Linked DNA regions of Zea mays: all the other regions are linked to region 2. A link is a contact called in public Hi-C data. All regions are on one chromosome and are shown on one strand. The core of a region is the stretch at or near the end of the contact, and the rest is flanking DNA. Distances in the headings are between cores, read along the strand shown. Region 1 holds the start of LOC100282509. Region 2 holds the start of LOC103626528 (glutamate receptor 3.1). Region 3 holds the start of LOC100279176. Region 4 holds the start of LOC100194308 (pentatricopeptide repeat smr4).

Evidence for each region. Hi-C and Micro-C count contacts between places; a contact is called where the count stands out from the background.
Region 1: a Hi-C map of bundle sheath shows a contact between it and region 2, with 3 times the contacts expected there. The contact joins the promoter of LOC100282509 here to the promoter of LOC103626528 in region 2. A contact is called at or near these places in 3 of 25 Hi-C or Micro-C datasets (bundle sheath, ear and tassel).
Region 3: a contact with region 2 is called in a Hi-C map of tassel, with 3 times the contacts expected there. The contact joins the promoter of LOC100279176 here to the promoter of LOC103626528 in region 2. A contact is called at or near these places in 2 of 25 Hi-C or Micro-C datasets (ear and tassel).
Region 4: a Hi-C map of tassel shows a contact between it and region 2, with 1.9 times the contacts expected there. The contact joins the promoter of LOC100194308 here to the promoter of LOC103626528 in region 2. A contact is called at or near these places in 3 of 25 Hi-C or Micro-C datasets (ear, leaf mesophyll and tassel).

Annotation. Positions count from the first base shown.
Region 1 is chr5:71,442,780-71,447,813 of Zm-B73-REFERENCE-NAM-5.0, reverse strand. LOC100282509 reads left to right here and starts at 2,414. Exons shown (of 5, transcript NM_001156600.2): 1 at 2,414-2,827; 2 at 3,368-3,430; 3 at 3,838-3,918; 4 at 4,020-4,182; 5 at 4,614-5,034. The coding sequence starts at 2,721. The coding sequence ends at 4,907.
Region 2 is chr5:72,037,853-72,042,944 of Zm-B73-REFERENCE-NAM-5.0, reverse strand. LOC103626528 (glutamate receptor 3.1) reads right to left here and starts at 2,789. Exons shown (of 8, transcript XM_008646949.4): 1 at 2,609-2,789.
Region 3 is chr5:71,313,564-71,318,267 of Zm-B73-REFERENCE-NAM-5.0, reverse strand. It overlaps LOC100279176, which reads left to right and starts at 1,344. Exons shown (of 1, transcript NM_001329105.1): 1 at 1,344-1,909. The coding sequence starts at 1,378. The coding sequence ends at 1,617. It overlaps LOC103626522 (Nucleic acid-binding OB-fold-like protein), which reads right to left. Exons shown (of 15, transcript XM_008646944.3): 11 at 4,320-4,391; 12 at 4,122-4,211; 13 at 3,533-3,640; 14 at 3,361-3,429; 15 at 2,956-3,248. The coding sequence ends at 3,174.
Region 4 is chr5:72,785,264-72,790,240 of Zm-B73-REFERENCE-NAM-5.0, reverse strand. It overlaps LOC100194308 (pentatricopeptide repeat smr4), which reads left to right and starts at 2,685. Exons shown (of 2, transcript NM_001139346.1): 1 at 2,685-3,018; 2 at 3,139-4,497. The coding sequence starts at 2,749. The coding sequence ends at 4,323. LOC103628269 reads right to left here and starts at 2,602. Exons shown (of 2, transcript XM_035959075.1): 1 at 1,531-2,602; 2 at 1,027-1,197. The coding sequence starts at 2,602. The coding sequence ends at 1,046. It overlaps LOC100285552 (ethanolaminephosphotransferase), which reads right to left. Exons shown (of 18, transcript NM_001158443.2): 17 at 4,950-4,977; 18 at 4,509-4,872. The coding sequence ends at 4,851. LOC103626542 (serine/threonine-protein kinase STY46) reads left to right here. Exons shown (of 16, transcript NM_001398826.1): 15 at 546-680; 16 at 840-1,263. The coding sequence ends at 911.

The sequences.
Region 1 (5,034 bases), core at 1,165-3,664, 590 kb after region 2:
AGCTGATCAGAGAAGCATTTGAACTACACTTCAAGTCCCTACTTTACCTAGCTGCATGCAACAGAATGTGTGAGCAACCACCTAGCTTGTTCCAGTTCTGCACACAAGTCAGTTTCAGGACAGCTGCATGCTTCACGGCTACTCTGACTGACTATCCTTTTTTTTGTTCTTTTTTTTTTTTGTAAAAGGCATGCATGCTTTGCAGTTGCAGGCTGCAGCTGACAAACTCACAGCAGCGAAATGGCGGTTACTTATTCACCATTTAGCATTTACTCAAAAATATCACCATTTAGCCCCAAGATGACAAAAAAGAAAAATTTCCAGCCACCTTTCTAATACTAATTTAATGGATGACCTTCCATGAACCTGCAAAAAGCTGTCATCACCATTGATCAGACGGTAGTGCAAGGCACCAAAAAGATGTTTTTATTTTTTTTTGTTGGCTAGGATATGATTAAAAAACAGCATGATTTTCAGGGTCAGCCACATCACTGTTGCCATGTAGTAGAGATGAGGCACACATGGAGTTTTTATTTTTGTGTGTGTGTGATGTCTGAATGTGGGTGGGTGTGTTAAAAAAAAGTATCCATCTCTGTGATGTGGTGGTGTTTTCTTTTTGGGTTCATTAGGGAGGTGACTCTGACATGGTGCGGTGTCCTTTGCTTTGCGCCCAGGGATTAGCTTTCTTTAATCTCATGATGAGAGCGCTGGATCAGAAGCAACGGCTCACAGCATGTCAACCGTTTTGCGCAGGTATAAAATATGGTGGCAGTGGCAGTGGTGGAAGCCACTTGTTTGTTTAGGGCTCGAGAGGCAGGCAGGACCGCAGGAGATATGAGAGGAAGCTGCAGATCTTCTTGGTCACTTCACACAATCTCCTGTGTCATGTCCATGCCTGTGTATGCCGAAAGGCAAGGCCCCTAGATTTTGCTGAGATTTTCTCGGTTGCCTTCTCTGTAATTCATGCATCTTGTAACATCTAAGATATAATTCTTCTCTTGTATGTTCTTTTTAATGATAATGATAAAACTTGTCTATCTTTTATCGTACCCATTTGTTATTTCCCCTAGGGCAGACTTGTACTGTACAACAATAACTTCACAAACTTAGATGGTGTTTTGTATTATAGACTGCACTGTTTGCAGAGTGTAATTTTAATATGAGTACGAGAATGTGTAAAGTGTTGAAGATAATCATAGTGCAGCCAAAAACATTGTTTGCGGAAAAGGGGGAAGCACTAGTCAAGAAGATCAGACAATCATCTCTATCTCTCCATTAGTCCTGAGCTGGGCCCTTTTCTAATTAATTCAGACAGAAAGCGGGTAATCCTTTTTTATTTATCGTTGAGTTGATGAGACGCAATTAGGGTGGCGGTAGTGGATCACGCATCTAGCTTAGTGAGTAATGATGCCCAGCAACTGGCAGATTTGCCCGGCACATCTCCAGGTGTTTGATTTGCAGTCCCTTCCCTTCCCTTGTTGCACTCTTGGTCTGGGAATCCGTCCATCAATTCCATCCCATCCATCCATGGAACATTTTGCTTTGCCGTGTGTGTGTATGAGAGAGAGAGAGAGAGAGAGAGAGAGAGAGAGAGGTAGCGGGTATAAAGCAGAGGCATGCAGATGGAGGGAATCTGCAGGCAGCACTTGGACCGATTGCAAATTTTTCTTGAGGGGTGAATGGAGCAGCATCCTGCTTCCATCTGTTGTCTCCCTGTTTGCCAGAGCTAGGAAGTTGCTCTCCTTTTTGCTAGCCGAATAATCATGTCCCTACGCAGACTTGGGCTGGGCCCAACTGCCGCCCTCTGACCGGGAGAGTTGCGTTTCTTGTAAGCTGAAGATCTAAGGAGAAAAAAAAAACTCGATGGGAGTGTCTGGAGGAAAATTCAGTGGGAGTGTGTGATCTGATCAGTGTGAGGAAATGTCAGCTCCTGCTTTCTCCCCGCTTGTGTCAACTCCTCAAGGCATTTGTTCTCTCGTAAAGATAAAGAAAAAGAAAAAAAAGAGTTGGTGGGAGAACAAAGGCATCAGTTGGTTTGCATGTCACGGTCACACTCACACCTGATGACATCGTTTTGCTGCAACGAGTGACAGCCCGAAACAACACAAACAGAAGATATTGGGCTCTGGAAAACAGCCCGGCCAAGTTGGTTGGTGAAGGGAACCGGATCCGTTTTGTAGGAGTAAGCCCACCATAAAAAATATACAGCTTGTTCGCTGCGGCTTGCTGCGGCTGCAATCCGGCTGCGGCTGCGGGTTCTACAGTATTTTTCTCTCTATGGATTGCAGCTGCAGCAGTCCAAACAGCTGCAACAGTGTCGGCTTGCAGCCAGCCGAACACGCCCATATATATACTTCGTCCACTACGGCCCATCACTGTCAAGTCACTCCACGCGCTTGCTGTGACTGTGAGGGCCAGCCGGGCCATTCTTCTTCGCATGGCCATATCTCATCACTCATCAGTCCACCAACGTAATCGCATCAAGCCCCCTCACGTCTCCCGAAATTCCAAACTGGGGGGCCCCTCCCCCGCGCCTCGGTGTGACGACTGGCGAGGACCTTGCTAACAACAGCCAGGGCAGCGTCCAGGGGGCACTCTGCAAAGCGCGCGACCGGACGGCCCGGTTCGTTCTCGACCTCTCGTCTCGCTCATCCGCCCGCCCCCGAGGAAGGAACCCTAGCCTAGCCTTGCTCCGACCGGTCGCCGCGGCGACTGCGACGATGATGGACTGCGCTGGAGGCCGAGACCCCGTGGAGGACTTCCTCCTCGGCGGCGCCGGCGCCGGCGACGACGGAGATCTCGTCGCCGTCTTCTGCGACGACGGAGGGTACGGCGATGCCGACCGGAGCACCCCTTTCTCGTCCTAGTATATACTTACATGTGGACTGCGTTTAGGCTTACGGACCGGTGCATGGGGTTTTATACTCCCGAGGGTCGTTGTCGCTGCGGATTCCTTTTTTGTTTTGTTTTGTTTTAATTTTGTGGGCGGTGGTAGACTGGTTGCTTGATTTGGCTGGTGTAGATTCTAAAAACTATGTGCTAACCGAAACAGCATGCGCATATATCTTTCTTTTTTTTTTCTGTCCAAGGGAAAGGAGGAAGGCTTGTGTGTATCTGCCAGTTTTCAGTCTGCCATTCTGTAGCCTAACCTATGGTCATGCGATTATGCGACTTAGATTAATCAGCAATCTGCAGTGCTACTTGGTTTGCATTATCATGATCCCTTAGGCGTTTTCTTCTTATCTTTTGACTGAAATGCTAGCAGCACAATAGTTTATTAGATGCTTGAGCAGCTACTCTGCACTTTCATTTCCTCTGTATGTATTTCCTGGTGTGGAATTTGGTACTTACTTTGCAATTGTAGCAGACTTGGGATTGAGGGTATCCATGGAGATGCTTGTGGATTTGAGCAATCTAATTTGGGGAAAAGGTATTGTGTCTTGTCCTTACTCTTCATTCTGATTGTCAAGTACATGCATGTAGCTGAATTGTGTCAAGTTCATGTCCACTGTGTGTGTGTGTGTCTATTTGGGCATCCTGTTCTTCCTTTTCATGGGGTTCAAGCCCCAAGCAGGAAACATTAGGCTTTAAAGGTTCTAAAATGCCATCAAGATTGTATGGCATTTAAGTGTGCAAATGCAATCAGATAATAGTGGCTGTATAGCATATTGCTGTCAAATTATCTTGCATCAAATTTCAATTCCCATGTGATCTGGTGTGTTTCATTTTCTTATGCTTGCCAATGGAATCACAACACTATGAACATAGCATTCAACTTGTACATGGCAGTTCCTTATGTTTTGCTCTATAATAATATAAATACTTTGTTCTGTGCAGGGGTAGAGATGAACCATGTTCATCTGGCCCAACATCCAAAGCTTGCCGTGAAAAAATGAGGAGGGACAAGCTGAATGACAGGTAATATTATATGATACCTCTGAAACCATTGCTCAAGAAAGGAATGGTGAATGCACTTACTTGCACATATCTTAGTTTTCTTCTGTTATTTTGAATTGCAGGTTCCTGGAATTAAGTTCAATTATGAATCCTGGTAAGGAAGCAAAGTTAGATAAAGCAAATATATTGAGTGATGCAGCCCGTATGGTGGCACAACTTAGAGGTGAGGCAGAAAAGCTTAAGGAATCAAATGAGAAGTTGCGGGAGAATATCAAGGATCTGAAGGTATCTTCCTCATACAGCCTATCCTTCTTACTAATCTTTCTACTGGATTTCAGAGTCTTTGATGCCCTCCACATGCTTCTCAATGTCTTCTAAGGTCTTTTTTCTTGGATAAGGGAAATTTTATTGCTTCAAGATAATCATAAGTCACAACTCTTGTCGTTTCTTGTTGAAAATGCATGATTTTTTGTCTTCTGCTTCTGCACAAGGTTCCAAGCTGGCAAACCTAGTTCTACTGAACTCACAATCATGCCCAATGTTTCTGCGGCCATTGCTTGGTCCAAATTAGTTTCTAGACTAGATTTGTCATTTTCAAATATGCATGTTTAGAGATGGCCAGTGTAACCTCTCACAGACTCACACATCTATAAGAAGCCTACTCTCTGACCAAAGCTGTTTGCTTTAATTAGGGGAATGCTCTATTATTGTTTCAGGAGGAGAAGAACGAGCTCCGTGAAGAGAAAGTGAGACTAAAGGTAGAAAAGGATAGGCTGGAGCAGCAAGTCAAAGCTATGAGTGTAGCTCCTACAGGATATGTCCCCCATCTCCCTCATCCAGCTTCATACCATCCTGCTGCGTTCACTCCATTTGCGCCGCCACAGCAAGCTCCAGCCAACAAAAGTGCTCCAATCCCAGCACCGTTCCCTGGGATGGCGATGTGGCAGTGGTTGCCTCCGACCATCGTGGACACAACTCAAGATCCAAAGCTCTGGCCCCCAAATGCTTAGGGGCAGCTACCTTGGAATGTTGACTCATTGTGCCTTTTCATGCATTTGGTGGGCAAATCAGTGTCAGTTAGGTCCCTGGAGACTGGAGAGGAATCAAGTTCGCAACTCGCGCCATGTTTATGCTGTA
Region 2 (5,092 bases), core at 1,540-4,039:
CCAATCCAGGTATCAATTATATTCCTTGTGTGCGATTAGACAAGAAGAATTTCAGCGTTCAGAAAGGGCATATCCTTGACAGTCATGAAGACGCGTTCAAGGAGATACAAGAGGCTCTCACGGGGTCCACTATGTTGGGACCACAACACCTAGGGCACCAATGCCTCGAGGACCTACCTTGCCTCGGCCAGAGGAGGAGGTTGATGCCAAGAGACTTAACATTAGAGCACGCTAAATGGATAAGTACGCACTAGGACTTGTAAAATCACAGAGAGACCTAGGACCCACCGGACCTTAGGGTGATCTAAGCACCTAGGACACATAGTGCCTCGAGAAAGCCCAAAGGGATAACATATATTAGGGAGCCTTGAGCCACAGGGCAATTTAAAGCCCCTAGGCCCCGGAGGGCCCTCGTGCCCCATTGCGCTCATGAGAATAAGCCTCCGGGGCCCTCGTGCGGTCGTGCCCCGGGGCACTCATGAGAGAAAAATTTTAGGGCCCCTCATGCCTTGGAGCGCTCATGAAAATAAGCTTCCAGGGCCCCTCATGCCCCGAGGCACTCATGTGAATAATCCCTCAAGGCCCTCGTGCCTCAGAGTGCTTACAAGAATAAACCTAAACCCCTATAGTCCCTCGCGCCCCGAGGCATTATGAATTATGTGTTTTGGGGCAGTATGGGCCCTGAAACACACGACGACACTTAGACGTTGGGGACTCTCTGCTAGACCCAAGGTCCTTGAAGCTCACTGGTGTCGCCTCATAAAAGCGATCAGGACTTTAGCTTATCGGGGCCCTGTGCACCAAGAGGACAAGGGATCTGTCGTGCCCAAGTGTAAACATGTCACAAGACAGAAGGATATGAGTATATGACGAGGCCCGCCATGGATAGTATGGCCTGAGGGACTGGACCCCACATCTAAGGACTTGAGGATAAGTCCATAGTGAAAGCTTAATGGATAAATTTCAGGTACAACACATTAAGTATGTGATGGACGATATTACAGGCCTGACAAGTATTATTGCCACGACTTAGGTTGCAGGACACTTAAGATCACAATGTTGTCGAGCATCGATCCTATAGCTACGTGTACGCATGTGAAGTGTACCATAAAGCATTATAAAGTACAAAAGACTACACCGGCAACCAGCTACATCGCACCATGCGGCACGAGCCCTGATGCCTGTAGACATAACATATCATACCTGCCTCTACAACAGGTATGGAAACCTCTTGTAGAAAGGACACCTCTGACATTGTTCCATGACCGAGGACATGAGCCCCAATATGGCTCCAAGAATAGGGTAGGAACTGGATAGTTTGGTCTTATCCAGTGAAATCCAAGGTTCATGTAACCTCACTCCTCCCTTGCACTATAAAAGAGAGGGGTTGAGCAACATTTAGGGGGATTCAATTTGATTCCATTTGGGTCGGTTCAGATACGCTGACTAGACTAGACTCCGAACACTTGCAATAGAGTTCATTTAGCAAGCAGACATAAAGGTGGATTAGTATCATTAAGATAAAGAAGAAAACATTTCATATACGTTTGCTTTCCCTTCTAGCTCTTCTCTTTCTCATACGTGTTGTTACACATCGATAAAGAAGAAAACACACACATTCCACCAAGCTAGTATAGTGATGAGATTGGCTATTGTAAAGCACGCTTGCCACGCATGGGCTGAGCTACGTGTTCTTATTGGGGTCACCTAAGCCTATAGATGTCCAAATGGGCTAGGCGGGTCGGCCCGACCCGTGCCAGACCATGGGCCACGAGCGAGGCCCAGGCATGGCCCAGTATGTTAATAATCGTGCTGGGCCGGCCCACGGTTCGATGGGCCTAACGGGTCTATAAATGTTTATGTCATTTAAATGGTAAGAATATGCATATATGAGGGTTTAAACCATAGTTTTTAGCTCTAAACACATTTACAACCACATAATCAACAAAACATACATGTTTTTTTATACTCTATATTTAAGTATAACATAGGTATTTGTATGACAAAATTTGGAAAAAAAATTTGGGACGTGTTGGGCCTAGCCTGCCATGCCGCCCTTAGGCCCAGGCACGGCCCCATGACCGGGCCAAGCTGACACGGGCCCGCTTTGCTGCGTGCCGTGTTGTGTTTGGGTCGGGCCAGACCCGTGTTGTGCTTCGGGCCGCCCGGCTAGCCAGACCCGGCTGGACATGTATACCTGAGCCCTATAAAACTTGACAAATCCAATATCAACCTACGCCACGCAGGGGCCGATGAGCAGGATGGGCCTAATAAATCGCAGCTCTTCTGGCGAATTCCTCGCTCCAATCAAAACCCCAACAGCGTCAGGCACTAACAAATGTTACTAGTAGGAGCAGGAGATGGAGAAGTACTGCTATCGGGCGGGAGTCAGACCGAGGACCAACAGGGATGTGCAGGAACTAGTCCGAGAAGACAGCTTTTGCTCCGAATCAACTGCTAAGAGCCCGAGAAACAGCCGGGGACGGCCGCCATTGGCAGCTGGAGGCGCGGGGATTCGCTCGGCCGGCTCCACGAACACAATGGTGGACAGAGGAGGAGGTGTGCTAGCTCAGAAACAGCAAGAGTGAGCAGGAGAAAGGTGACTTACGTATCGGTTGGCGATGGTGCTCGTGCTCCCGTCCCAGAAAGAGGAAATCTTGGTCGTCTCCGGAGGGTCTGGGAGCGTGCCGCGGCTTGACTCCCCCGTCAAGACCCCAGGATGCGGCGGCGCATGTTTTGTTTCTCAGGTCATTCAGGATTATTAATAGGAAAGGCCATAGCCCAGAGGAGGGAGATGGAGTTTGTAGACTGTGTAGTATATAGTACATGGCAGCAGGTGGGTCCCACACAGGAGGGCAAGAGTAATGATGCCCGTCGGGAGTGGAGACATAACGGATGTTTGATTTGCTGTCTAACTTATCACGCTTTGTCTAACTTTTATATCTAAGGTTAGTTGTTCAATTCGGATGACTAACCTTAGATAAAGTGTGGCACAGTTAGCTACGAACCAAACAGGTCTTTAGTACGACACATTTAGACTAAGGTTAGTCGTTTGAATTGAAGAATTAATCTTTTACAAAAAAAATTATATAAAATATGGTAAGTTAAATAGCGATCAAAATAGATCCTTACTCTGCCGTTGTTGTAGATTAGATGTGATTTCATTATAGAGGTGTAAGCGTGTAATTAAACCATCTAGAACATCTAATTAATTATATCCATCGATTTCATACGAAAATAGTTAAATGTAAGACATGCATTAGATTTCAGGCGAAAGAGGTTAAATATAAAATAATAGTCATCATGTATAAGATTTAGATTAGATGTGTCAGATCGTTTAATTGCACGCTTATAATACAATAACATAATTTATCGACCACAGGCTCTATGCATTAAACTCGGTTGACGGTGTAATGATAGTTTGTTTTAAACTTTTTTACGATACAGCTTCTAAGACGTGATTTTTTTTTAGAAAAATACGCTCTAGCTAATAATTTAGATCTCAGTATTTTATAGTCTCAAGGCTACTCAATTTTTTTATGTTAATATAAAGCCTTTGTGATGAGACAAATGGATTCTCGATGAGAGTAAGATATCTCGATTTAGATATTTTGTTGCTCTTGTCGTGCACAAAAAAAAACAAGCTCAACCCTGTAAGCAAATTGAATAACAAGATTGTGTGGATAAGCAAACAACGCACAAACCTTGCCCAAAGGATCAATCTCACAATCACGAAGTTGGGGTTTAGAAATGAGTAAAGACGGGTGCTCAAGCCGAATCATGAGATTACGAAGAAGTAGCGGTGGGTAAACTTCAGCAATAACAAAAAAAAAACTTTTCAATGTCGGTTGCATCTAAGTATAAGAATAATGCTAGGTGAGTGTCTATACGTTGCGACGGAAACATATAATACCACGATAACTTATATACAAAATGTGTGTTATTATGTTATGATAAAAGTTTCATAATTCATTTGTGATCATGTCCATACATAAATTTTGTTATTTTAATCTAGTTGTTTTACCAATACATTTCAACCATCAGTATTATGTAGACTTTAATATATGTCACGATTTGTATGGTCTCGTTGTTAGGGCCGTTCCTGACTTTTTAGGGGCCCGGTGCGAAATCCGAAATAAAGGCCTCATCCACACACAATATATATATTATGCACTATTTTCAAGTTTATAAGATGACAAATATAAAATATAGCAAAAACACATACTTGTTATCCGATGTCATTAAAAATATCTTCTAACATTTTGTGATACAAATCATCGCTTATACTATTAAGATCAATCTCATCCAACAACTTCTTTTAGATACATATAATCGACAAACCATTTAACCTCTCTTAAGTCATTGCTGACCTTAAATAGTTCAAAAAATATTTCAATTTTAAAAATCTTCTCTCCGTCGATGCAACCATCATGTGTATAGTAAATAATACTCTCCCTGTATCAAAATAGAATTTATTTTGCTTCTCTAGTGGATTCCTCATCATCTAGTTGAATATAGACATAAAAATCAAGAGTTAAAACAAATACTATTTTAGAACGAAGTGAATATTAGATAAGTAATTGAGACATTAGTTTAACAATCTAAACGAAACTGATCGATAGCGCATCGCTCTTGTGTATTTATGTCTAGGGTAGATATCCTTAGCGGGGAAAAAGTGCTAACGTCGAGTGGCCAGAGGGGCCCTCTGTTTTTGGGGGGCCCAGTGCGGCCGCACCCTCGGCATCCCCTCAGGGCCGGTCGTGCTCGTCGTTGGAGAACATGTCTCACACCTGACGGAAGAAGTTCCCTCGTACATCGTCAGACATCAGGCGTGCATCACCATACGCGCTTGCTTAAACAAAAAGACAAGTGTGTGTTTGCGAAAAGAATTAAAAGCAGGACGACACAAAAGCTACTCCAACGGTGGCGAGGATGACGAACTGGTCATTATTGTCGGTCCTCCTCTGCGTCACCTCCGGTGCCGAGATGACACCATAGTTCTTGATATAGTAATCGTCGAACGTGCGCGACATGACGAGCCCCGACGACTATTGGCTGTGCACCTCGGGCAGCGAGGTAGTATATACCATAG
Region 3 (4,704 bases), core at 95-2,594, 720 kb after region 2:
CCCCTTGTGGTAATAATGCTAATTAAATGGTGCAAAGTAGATTGCTTGTGACTGGGTTTCGTGTGAGTTGGGATGTTAGATTTGAATGAGTTCTTCAAGAGATTCTCATCCATACCACCATTTTAGGTGCAATTTTAATCTATTCACTACTTTTTCTTCGAGTTGTCATTATTGCCCCACAATCAACTTTTTCAAAGTGCAGACTTGGGAACAGATTAGAGTTCAGAATATTTTATCAAGAGCACAGTGTTTATTTATAGTTTACTTCGACCCTATTCTGTTGTCGTTTTAGCCATTTATTACATGGAATAAGGATTAAACTTAGAGCATCTCCAAAGGGAGTTCTAAACGGAGTTGCCTTTGACACACTCCTATGAATCACCTTATATCATAGACTCCCTAACAGTCTCCTCTAACACCACTGCCATTCTACATAGAAGCAATCGATAGGAGCAGTTTAAGTGTTGCCTTAAAAAAATGAGCAACATTTACTGACCAAATTCACTTCCTAGGACGACATATATTTTGACTTTTTGAGCTGCAGGTTACCATTTCTGAGCTTTCTGAGCTTGTTCTACATGCTTTAGCAACCTTTAACCCTTTCCCCCTCTTGCCCCTAATAAGACCTTATTCAATTATTCCTATCTCATACGGATGAGATGAGATTGAAAAAATTATGAAATTTTTTAACTTGATTGAGATTTAAACTCAATCAATCACACTCAATCTACATGGATTGAAAGCAACAAACTAGCCCTAAGTGATATAGGGGAATATACATGCCCGAAGTGATATGGAGGAATATACATGTTCTTGTGAGAATAGAATAGGGATCCTGAGTCATTTCCTATCTCTTTCCGTAGGGATTTAAGCAATAACAACTTCAGTGGTTTGATACCCCCCAGAAGTTGTTAGTCTTTCCAAACTGGAAACATGGTGATATAACCAAAGCTGTTCCCCCTAAAATATGAACTTGTTCCTGTTGAATGCCATGCTTACAGAATGTTTACTTTTTCCAATTTATTTGGGCAACAATTCTTTCAATACCAGGGCATGCATGCACAGCAATTTATGGCACACTATGTTTTATAATTGTACTTGATTTAAGAGTTTTATTAAATCCTGAATCCATCACGACAGTGTCCCTTTCCTTGACTGTTTCAGGAACTAGCAGCAGTTCAAGGCTTTGTATGGCTAGCAGGCTCCCAACAAGTGAAACAGTGTAGGAAATCTCGGCGGGCCTAAACTCGTCGTACGTACAAGAAGGGCTACAGGCCCATCATCCATATCACATGTATTTTTTTAGGGATTTTACCCGTAAAGCCCAGCTCGCTTCTTTCCTCATCACACCACCAGCCACCAGGGAGGAGAGGAGAGATGATGATGCCGACGGCGGCGTCGCTGATGGACGATCTTGTCGAGGAGTTCCTCATCCGCCTCCCGCCCGACGACCCCGCGAGCCTCGTCAACGCCTCCCTCGTCTGCAAGCGGTGGAGCCGCCTCATCGCCGGCCGCGTCTTCCGCCGCAAGTTCCGCAAGATCCACCGCGCCAAGCTGCTGCACATGGCCCGGGGGCAGGTCTATAGGCAGCGGCGGCGACGGCGGCAGCGGCAGTGATGGAGCGGCCCGTCCGGTCCGACCGTCGATTGGCTGCTTGCTCTGCATCTTCTGGCTTCTGCAACCAGGAAGCTGACTGAACGCTCGCTATTGCCAATAATTAATTAGTACTATTTTCTTCGTTTCTTTTTTTTATTTGTCGTATACGAACTAAAACAGAGTTAGTGATAATGATAATGATAATTTGTAGCAGTGCAAAGTGCCAAACCCCGTTGCCTTGCGTACCTTGTGGATGTATGTTATATAATTTTTATTTTTCTACGTATCATGTATGCCACATGAATAAATTCTAGTATATATATGTCCCGTTGCAGGTTAGGTCTTTTTTTTTCTTGCGCCGAAGGAAGGAGAAGTCACTTTATTATTTTGTCTTTTCTAAATATATAAATAGAATGTTGTGGGATAGGAAAACAGTTACGAAAAGTTCATAAAATAGACTATAGTTCCTCTATATAAAAGATAATAAAAGGAGGATGATCCTAGTTAATAAAATAGAAACTGACGAGAAATGGTTGAGTAACTCCAAGAAGGTGTCGCAGACTACCAGCTGTCTGGAATAACTTCGTTTCAAGAATTTTAAATATTTCAGCTTGTTCTATCTAAATAGGTCTAACTCCACTAATAGGTCTAACTTCATTGGCTCTAGCTTAAAAAAAACCTAATACTATAAGTCGGTTTTATGAAAATTTTCGAAGCTCCTGAAAACGTGTTTCAAAAACACTATTTTTATACCTGCTCATAAAGTTGCACTAAAATTACTCATTATACTATTGGTTACATAACTTACTGATTAATGTCTCTTTCTCCGCTCGTTAATAATCAAGAGTAATTTAGGAAACTCATAAAAATTAATTGAATCGTAGAAGTTGAAGTCTGTGCAAATCAAACACTCTTGAATCATATCTTACTAATCCTTTGAAGTTGTTTTATGATAAAGCTAGAAAACTAAAACTGAAATTTTTGAAGTGAAGCACTCACGAACATGATTAAAAAAGAATATGCTTTACTAGTGACAAAAAGTGGATAGACCTAAGAATATGATTGGAGCTAAGTTCATAGTTGAAGACAAGGGAATTTTAGCTCTCTTGTAGATGGACTGAGCGAGTGTTTGATTCACCTCATAAAGTTTAGTGACTAAAGTTTAGTCAATTTTAGTCTCTAAATTGTTAAACGATAGGACTAAAATAGAATTCTTAGGTCTAAATTTTAGTAGGGTGGCTAAATTTGAGCTACTGCAGTCTTTCCTATTGATCTTTTTTTAAGATATAATCATATAATCCTCAATAAGTGGAAAGAACTCCTAGTCCTCCGCAGTATGAGCCACATGCAGAGTCGTGATATGACAAGAGAAGGGGGCAGACCACCTTCGTTTCTTTCCTCAACCAATCCACAACAGAGAATTTTCAATCAAATTGGCAATCCTAAACTCGATTAATAGAGTCGTTCTTCTTTTTCTGCATTTCAGTAACTTTTAACCGGATATATAATCCGTATGCTGTTCCAATCCAGCTAGCAACCCGAGAAACCGGTCCCAGCAAATGCGCGTCATGGAGATCCTAGCTAACCCTATTAGTGCACATCAGGACTGCCTCCTTCAACTCTTCTTTGCCAAGTGCCGTCTCCACCATCACCTGCACAGCAGCAGCAGCACATGTGGGCAGCAATGTCACTAGCTATCCAAAAAGTACAGTGTGCTGTCTCTAATCTACCTGGACATCTCAGTCAGCTGAGCAAAGTCCTTACCTCCTGGACGCTGTTCCCATACCGCGCCAGGAGCTTGTATTTCGGACCGACCACAGGTGCCATGTAGACCTGCCAAGAAACCATTTTTTGGTTCAGGCCCAGGGAAAACAAAGCTTCGTTCCAGGGGAGGAGTAGGAGTAGTTCTTCGAGGAAGCAAGGTAGCGCAGCTCACCTGAAACGTCGGAGCTAACCCTGGGCTTTGGAAGAACCGTCCTTTATAGACATCTCTTACACCCTCTGTTCTCCGCATCTCTTCCATGAGGGCGTCTACCTCGGGCCACTAACAAATTATTCAATCATGCATCCAAGGGTTACAAGGCATGGACATTAATATACAAAAAAAAATGCAGCTTAGATCCAACGCAACCAAAGAAAAGGAGCTGTGGATCATATGTGGGAAGTTCCCAAGCTTGAAAACCCACTGGTAATTCAGGTCGAGCAGTCCAAGTTTTCCATGGACAAACCCATCTGTGCACAAAAGAAACTACAGACCACAAGCTGATGCAAGTAGCGGAAGCGGAGTACTACGTGCCCACACGGGAAAAGAGGAAGGCTTGGTCCTCATTGTGCAGGCAACACACTATTGTACTCCCTCTGTCCCACAATATAGTTCATTTTACCACTTGCCTTTTATGTCTATATTCAAATAAATAATAATGAATCTAGACACATATACAAAACACAATTAGTATGGATCTAATAAAAAGCCAAAACAAAATTTGATTTGGAACATAGGGAGTAGGTCATAATTTAACGCAGACCTCGAAATCTGCTTGCACGGGTTCAAGAGCTCCACCAAACGATAAATCCTCACCAACGACTGATTCCAAAGCACCTACGGATGGATTTGGCTGCATATCGGAGTTCAGTGCAAGAATTAAAAAAAAATGGAATAACTAAAACCACCAATGTGTGAATAACATGGTCACAAATGTTTATCAAAGGAAATGATCCATTACCTTTACATCTTTAAGTGACAAAAATATGCGGATATTATTATAGTCAAGTTGGATAACTTTAGCATCCACAACCTGGAAACGAAAACACAACTCAGAAACTATAACACTATTGTTAGAATACCCGATTAGGGTTTGGGGTTCTCCCCGTGTAATTATTGTCTCGCCACTCTGTAATGGGCCTGGCCCAGTTACTCCAGTCTATTTAATAGATTGCCCAACCCCTGTTAGGGTTAGGGTTTCAGTTATTCCAATATGGTATAGAGCCAGTCTTTTTTTTTCCCTTCTCCCAGCCGCCGGCACAGGCGCCGCCACCCCTGCACCAGCGCCGGCCGTCCCCCTGCTCCCTCTCCTCCCCTGCGCCGCCGTCCGTGCTCCACTGAGCCGC
Region 4 (4,977 bases), core at 1,436-3,935, 750 kb before region 2:
TAGTATTTTATTTAGTTCTCATTTTAGGTTATGGCATGTGCATACACTTGGGAACAGGGAGCAGCGCAATTCTTTTAGGACAACAGTCTTTTAGAAGTGATGCTAGCCTTTGCTCTTTCAGTTAGGGCTGGATCATCATCCTTTGCTGTGCATTTGTTTATTAATAGATTATATGTACATGAGATTAGAGGAGCAGGTTCATCATGTGCGCTACAAACCTACAAGTTCTCTCATGGAAATAAGAAAAGTAGAAAACTCACTGAAGCACATACTGAAATCAATAGGATTTGTATTACTGCCACACACACACACAAAAAAAAAATGTGTTTAGAACATACTCTTAATTGTTTATTTCAAGTGAAACAGGTAGCTGTGAGAAGCTACTTCCTCTTTTTTGTTAAAAGAAATATTGAGACCTTTTGTTTTCAGATGCTTTTTCTAGAGATTTTTTACAGTTCCTAGTGGTCTGCGCAAGGCCATATTATCTGCTCATGTGGAGACTCACATTATGAAGAACTTGATTAACCCGTGTGCGTCCTCTGCAGGGTATTAGGCCAACAATTCCAAAAGACACACATCCCAAGCTCATCGAGCTTCTTCAGAAATGTTGGCATCGAGATCCAGCTGAGAGGCCCGACTTCTCCGAGATACTGGAGATCCTTCAGAAACTCTCCAAAGAGGCCAGTCCTGCATTTCCAGTTCTCGCTGCTAGTTTACCACATGTCTAAACAAAACGATCATGATTCTATTTATTCTACAACATCTCAAGTCTTCAATGTTTTTGCTGCTTAATGTTACTCTCCAGAACTGAGCATTGTGATGTATTGACTTTGGAACAGGTGAGAACTGACACTGAGGGTCGCCACAAAACGAAGTCAGGGTTCCTTTCAGCGCTGAAGAGAAGCCACTGAAGGGCACTGGGCACCCAGCCACCTATGATAGTTTACTCCAATGTAATGTTGGTGATTGATGCACGCTGTAATCACAATCACAGCATGATTCTGAAGTTCTGATGCAAGTTGAATAGTGCGCTGTAGTTGTACAGTCACGATTTTCTCGTGTAATTGCAGTTGTCTCTCTCTTTTTGGCTCAATTTGCCCTTTTGTTTTGTTGCTTTGCCCTCATGTAATCGTAGATGATATTTGTTGGATGTTCTAACGACTGGCATAGATTGAAGTGTGCTGAAATAAATTCCTGCTGGTGAGAAACAGCGCGCTTCGTGTCAGTTAACTCGGAGATTTATCATAGATGAGATGAATTTACTGATGCAGTTGACTACTTGTACAGAAGCGTCTTCTTGAAATGACTATTTCAGCGAACTTTTAATCAAACGAATGATGCATTTTGACTTCTGGCACAATCTCGAGTAAAACAGGATTGTAAACCGACTGACCATCATCATCAAATCGCCTTTCGCTGAATAATAATACCCCAAACCTCAGCAAATCAAAGATTCGACAAAAAAAATTACATGTCCAACTACAAATTCGAGCTAGCTACTGTATCTAGCTATCATTCATCAGTCATCACCTTTGAGCTTCCTGACCTTGTCGAGGAATGCTTGACGGCCGGGGAAAGGATTGGCGCCCTTTCCGCCTTTCCCCGGCGTCCTCTTCTCGTCGAGCGTCTCGCCGGCGCGGCTACTCTGGCCCAGCCCCAGAATCTCCTTGCTGGCCATCCTGATCTGAGCCTGCTTCCTGGCCGACGACGATCCCAGGACGCCGCCGTCCGCCACGCCAGCATGCACCCCGAGCATGTCCATCTTGGCCGTCCTCACCTGCTCCTCCCTCCTCGTCCGCACCCGCTCCCTCCTCTTGTCGCGCTTCCCCACGGCGCCGCCCGGGTCAGCCCCGGCGGCGGCGCCGAACAGGGAGCCGCCCTTCTTGGCGCCGCCGGGGGAGCTGTTGCTATTGCTGTTGCTTTGCTTCGTCCGGGCGCCCTTCCTTGGAATGCGGCCGCCGTAGGATGTGCCGAGGAGGCGGAGGTCGAGGCGGCCCCACCCTTCCTCGTCGGAGAGGTCCCACCCGAAGCGCTCGGCCATCTCCTGGAGCGGCCCGTCGCCGTCGGCGTCGTAGGCGTAGTCGTAGCCGTCGGCGTCGCCGCGGAGGAAGCGGTGCGCGTGCTCCCACTCGACGCGGTCGACGTACACGGGGTCGTCGAGGACGGCGCGCGCGAGGCCTGCCCAGGGCGCGGTGTCCCCGTAGTCGAGCTCGGCCGCGACCCACCGGAGGTACGACGGCGGCAGCGTGCCCAGCATCTGGCCCCTGTACTTGCCGAACTCGATCACGCGGTCCCTCGCCGGCCGAGACGACGGCGCCGGCGCAGGAGGAGGCGTGGGCGCCGGTCCCGCTCTCGCCGGCCTGGCGCGGCACCGGCACCGGCGCGCGCGCGGTGGTGGGTGGTGAGGGGAGGGAGGCGGATGAGGTGAGGAGGCGCCGTCGTGGACGTGGGTGTCGGCGGAGCCGGGGAGGAGAGGCAGGGTCCGGCAGCGGTCGGGGCCAGCATCGTCGCCTGCCGCGGCGGTCGGCAGCCGAGGCAGGGTCTCTGGTGGGGACTGGGGAGTGATGAGCCTCCGCAGCGCACAGAGGGAACTACCCGCTCGTCACACAAGTCTCGTCATAGGCGTGATGATATGGATAAAAAAAGGGCACATCGTGTCATCTCTCACGGTCTCACGGTCTCACCTCATCCACATCTACCAGGCATCAGCTCGAAAGCTCAGCACATCACAGGCCAGCCCAAGCAGCGATGCCAGCGGTGGCGTCCCTTTGGGCGCCGCCCGCGGCTGCCCGGCGGCGGAGGTTCTCCCCCGTGGTCTCGTCCTCGCTGCGCCGGGTCGCGTCGGGCGGCGGGTCTAGCTGGCGGAGCGAGCGGCGGCTCATGTCGGAGCTGGAGCGCACAGTGACAGCGGGCGCGACCGAGCGCGTCATCCGCAGCTACGTCGGCACCAAGTCGGAGCGCGCCGCGCTCGCCGCGCTCTCCAGGCTACTCATGGACTCCGACCCCCTCGCCATCCCGGTGCGCCCCCTCTCACAGTCTCACCTCTCCCGGAGGAGGAGGTAGCCGTACCAAGAAACAGAAAACCATCACCTGATTCCTTATCATCAGCCGGTAACCTCTGTTCTATTCCTGTTGCAGTTCTACGAGGCGGTCACACAGGCACGGTGGTTCAAATGGAGCTCGATCCACGCAGCTGCAGTCGCCGCCTTGCTCGAAGCCAACGGACGCGCCGGAGAATCCAGGTCCCTGATCGCCGACTCCGTCTCGCAGCACCTCCAGCAGTCGACCGACGAGGTAGCCCTCTTCTACTGCGACCTCATAGCGGCGTTCTCCTCGCGCGGGCTCAAGGACCGGGCGACGGAGTTCCACATGGAGCTACGGTCCATGCCGCCGCTCTCCGGGCGCAAGGCCTACGCGGCGATGGTCAAGTCCCTGTGCCTGCTGGGCATGCCGGCCGAGGCCGAGGCAGCGCTCAGGGAGATGGTCTCGCGAGGGCACCGGCCCGAGGCGGCCCAGTTCGGGGCCGTCGCGAGGTGCTACGGCAGGGCCGGCTCACCGGCCGACATGGAGCGGGTCATCGCGTCCATGGCGGACGCCGGCGGCATCCGCCTCGGCGCCGGCGCGGCGGATGCCGTGCTGTCGTGCTACAGCGCCTGCCGCGACCACGCCAGGACTCTGGCGTGGCTGAAGAGGATGCGGAAGCTGCGCGTCGCGGTGACCGCGAAAGGCTACAACTTGGTGCTCAACTCGTGTCCGTCGCTCGCTTCGGTGGTGCGGGAGCTGGGCCCTGAGCTTCCGCTGTCGACGGCCGGGCTGGTCGGGTGGCTCAGGTCTGCGTCGACAACACCGGCACCGGCAGCGGAAGTGGAGGTGGTGCGGGAGCTCCTGGCGTCGTCGGCGTCGGTTCTGGACAGGGCGATGGAGTGGTCGGAGGCCGAGGCGAAGCTGAACCTGCACGGGTTCAGCACGGTTGCAGCCTACGTGCTGGTGCTGCAGTGGGTGGACGCGGTGAGGGGCCGCGCCCGCGCGTTGCCGTTGGAGGTGTCGGTGGTGTGCGGCGTTGGGAAGCACAGTGACGTCCGAGGCGAGTCCAGAGTGCGGGAGCTGGCGCAGGAGGTGCTGGGACGGATGGGGAGTCCCCTGAAGCTGTCGGCGAGAAACAGAGGGCGGCTCGTGGCGAAGCGAGACCGGGTGGAGCAGTGGCTGGCCAGCTTGCCGGTGCCTGAGGACGGCACAGACCCATCGCCTGATGCAGCAAACGAAGAACCATTTGTATTTGCACTTTTCAGAAAACTTGGGCAGTTTTTTTCCAACCTTATGTAGATAGATGTTGCTGCCCCCATCACACCAGCATCGATCGAAAGAGCTGGCCTGGTGAATGAATCTGTCTCGAACGAACTGACTGATGGCCTAGTGTGTTTGCTTGGCTTTGGCGCCGTATGCAAATCTGGTGAATGAAGCAGGCAGCGCATTTGCCTGCCTTTGGCACAGGATAGCACACAACCTGTATGAGGGATTGAGGGGGCATTCCTTTAACAAAATCCAAACAATTCTTAATTTGCAATACATCACTATCAGCAAATTCAACGAATTCCACAAAAAATTGGTAAGATACAGCATGATGTTGCTAATTGTTTCAAAAAAAAACACTGCTTTCTCATCCGCACGTTCATGCCGATGTGAATTTTAAGGGGCGGGGGGGGGGGGGGGGGGGGGGGGCGTCATCCATGTGAGTATTCAGGAAGCAGCATCCATTAAATATGAAAAATTGCTTGTCTGTCAGGCACCACCTTGTGAGTTGTGATTGATTACACAATCCAGGGCAACGCTGATGCCCGTGGACGGAGGAACTATGCCTTTTTCCTAGTGATCCTGTCACAGGACAAGCTTTGCGTCAACTAACTGATGGTACAAACATGTGCAAAAGATGAGAAGATGAGGATTAAAACCTGAAGCAGTGGATCCCGAGTGCATTGG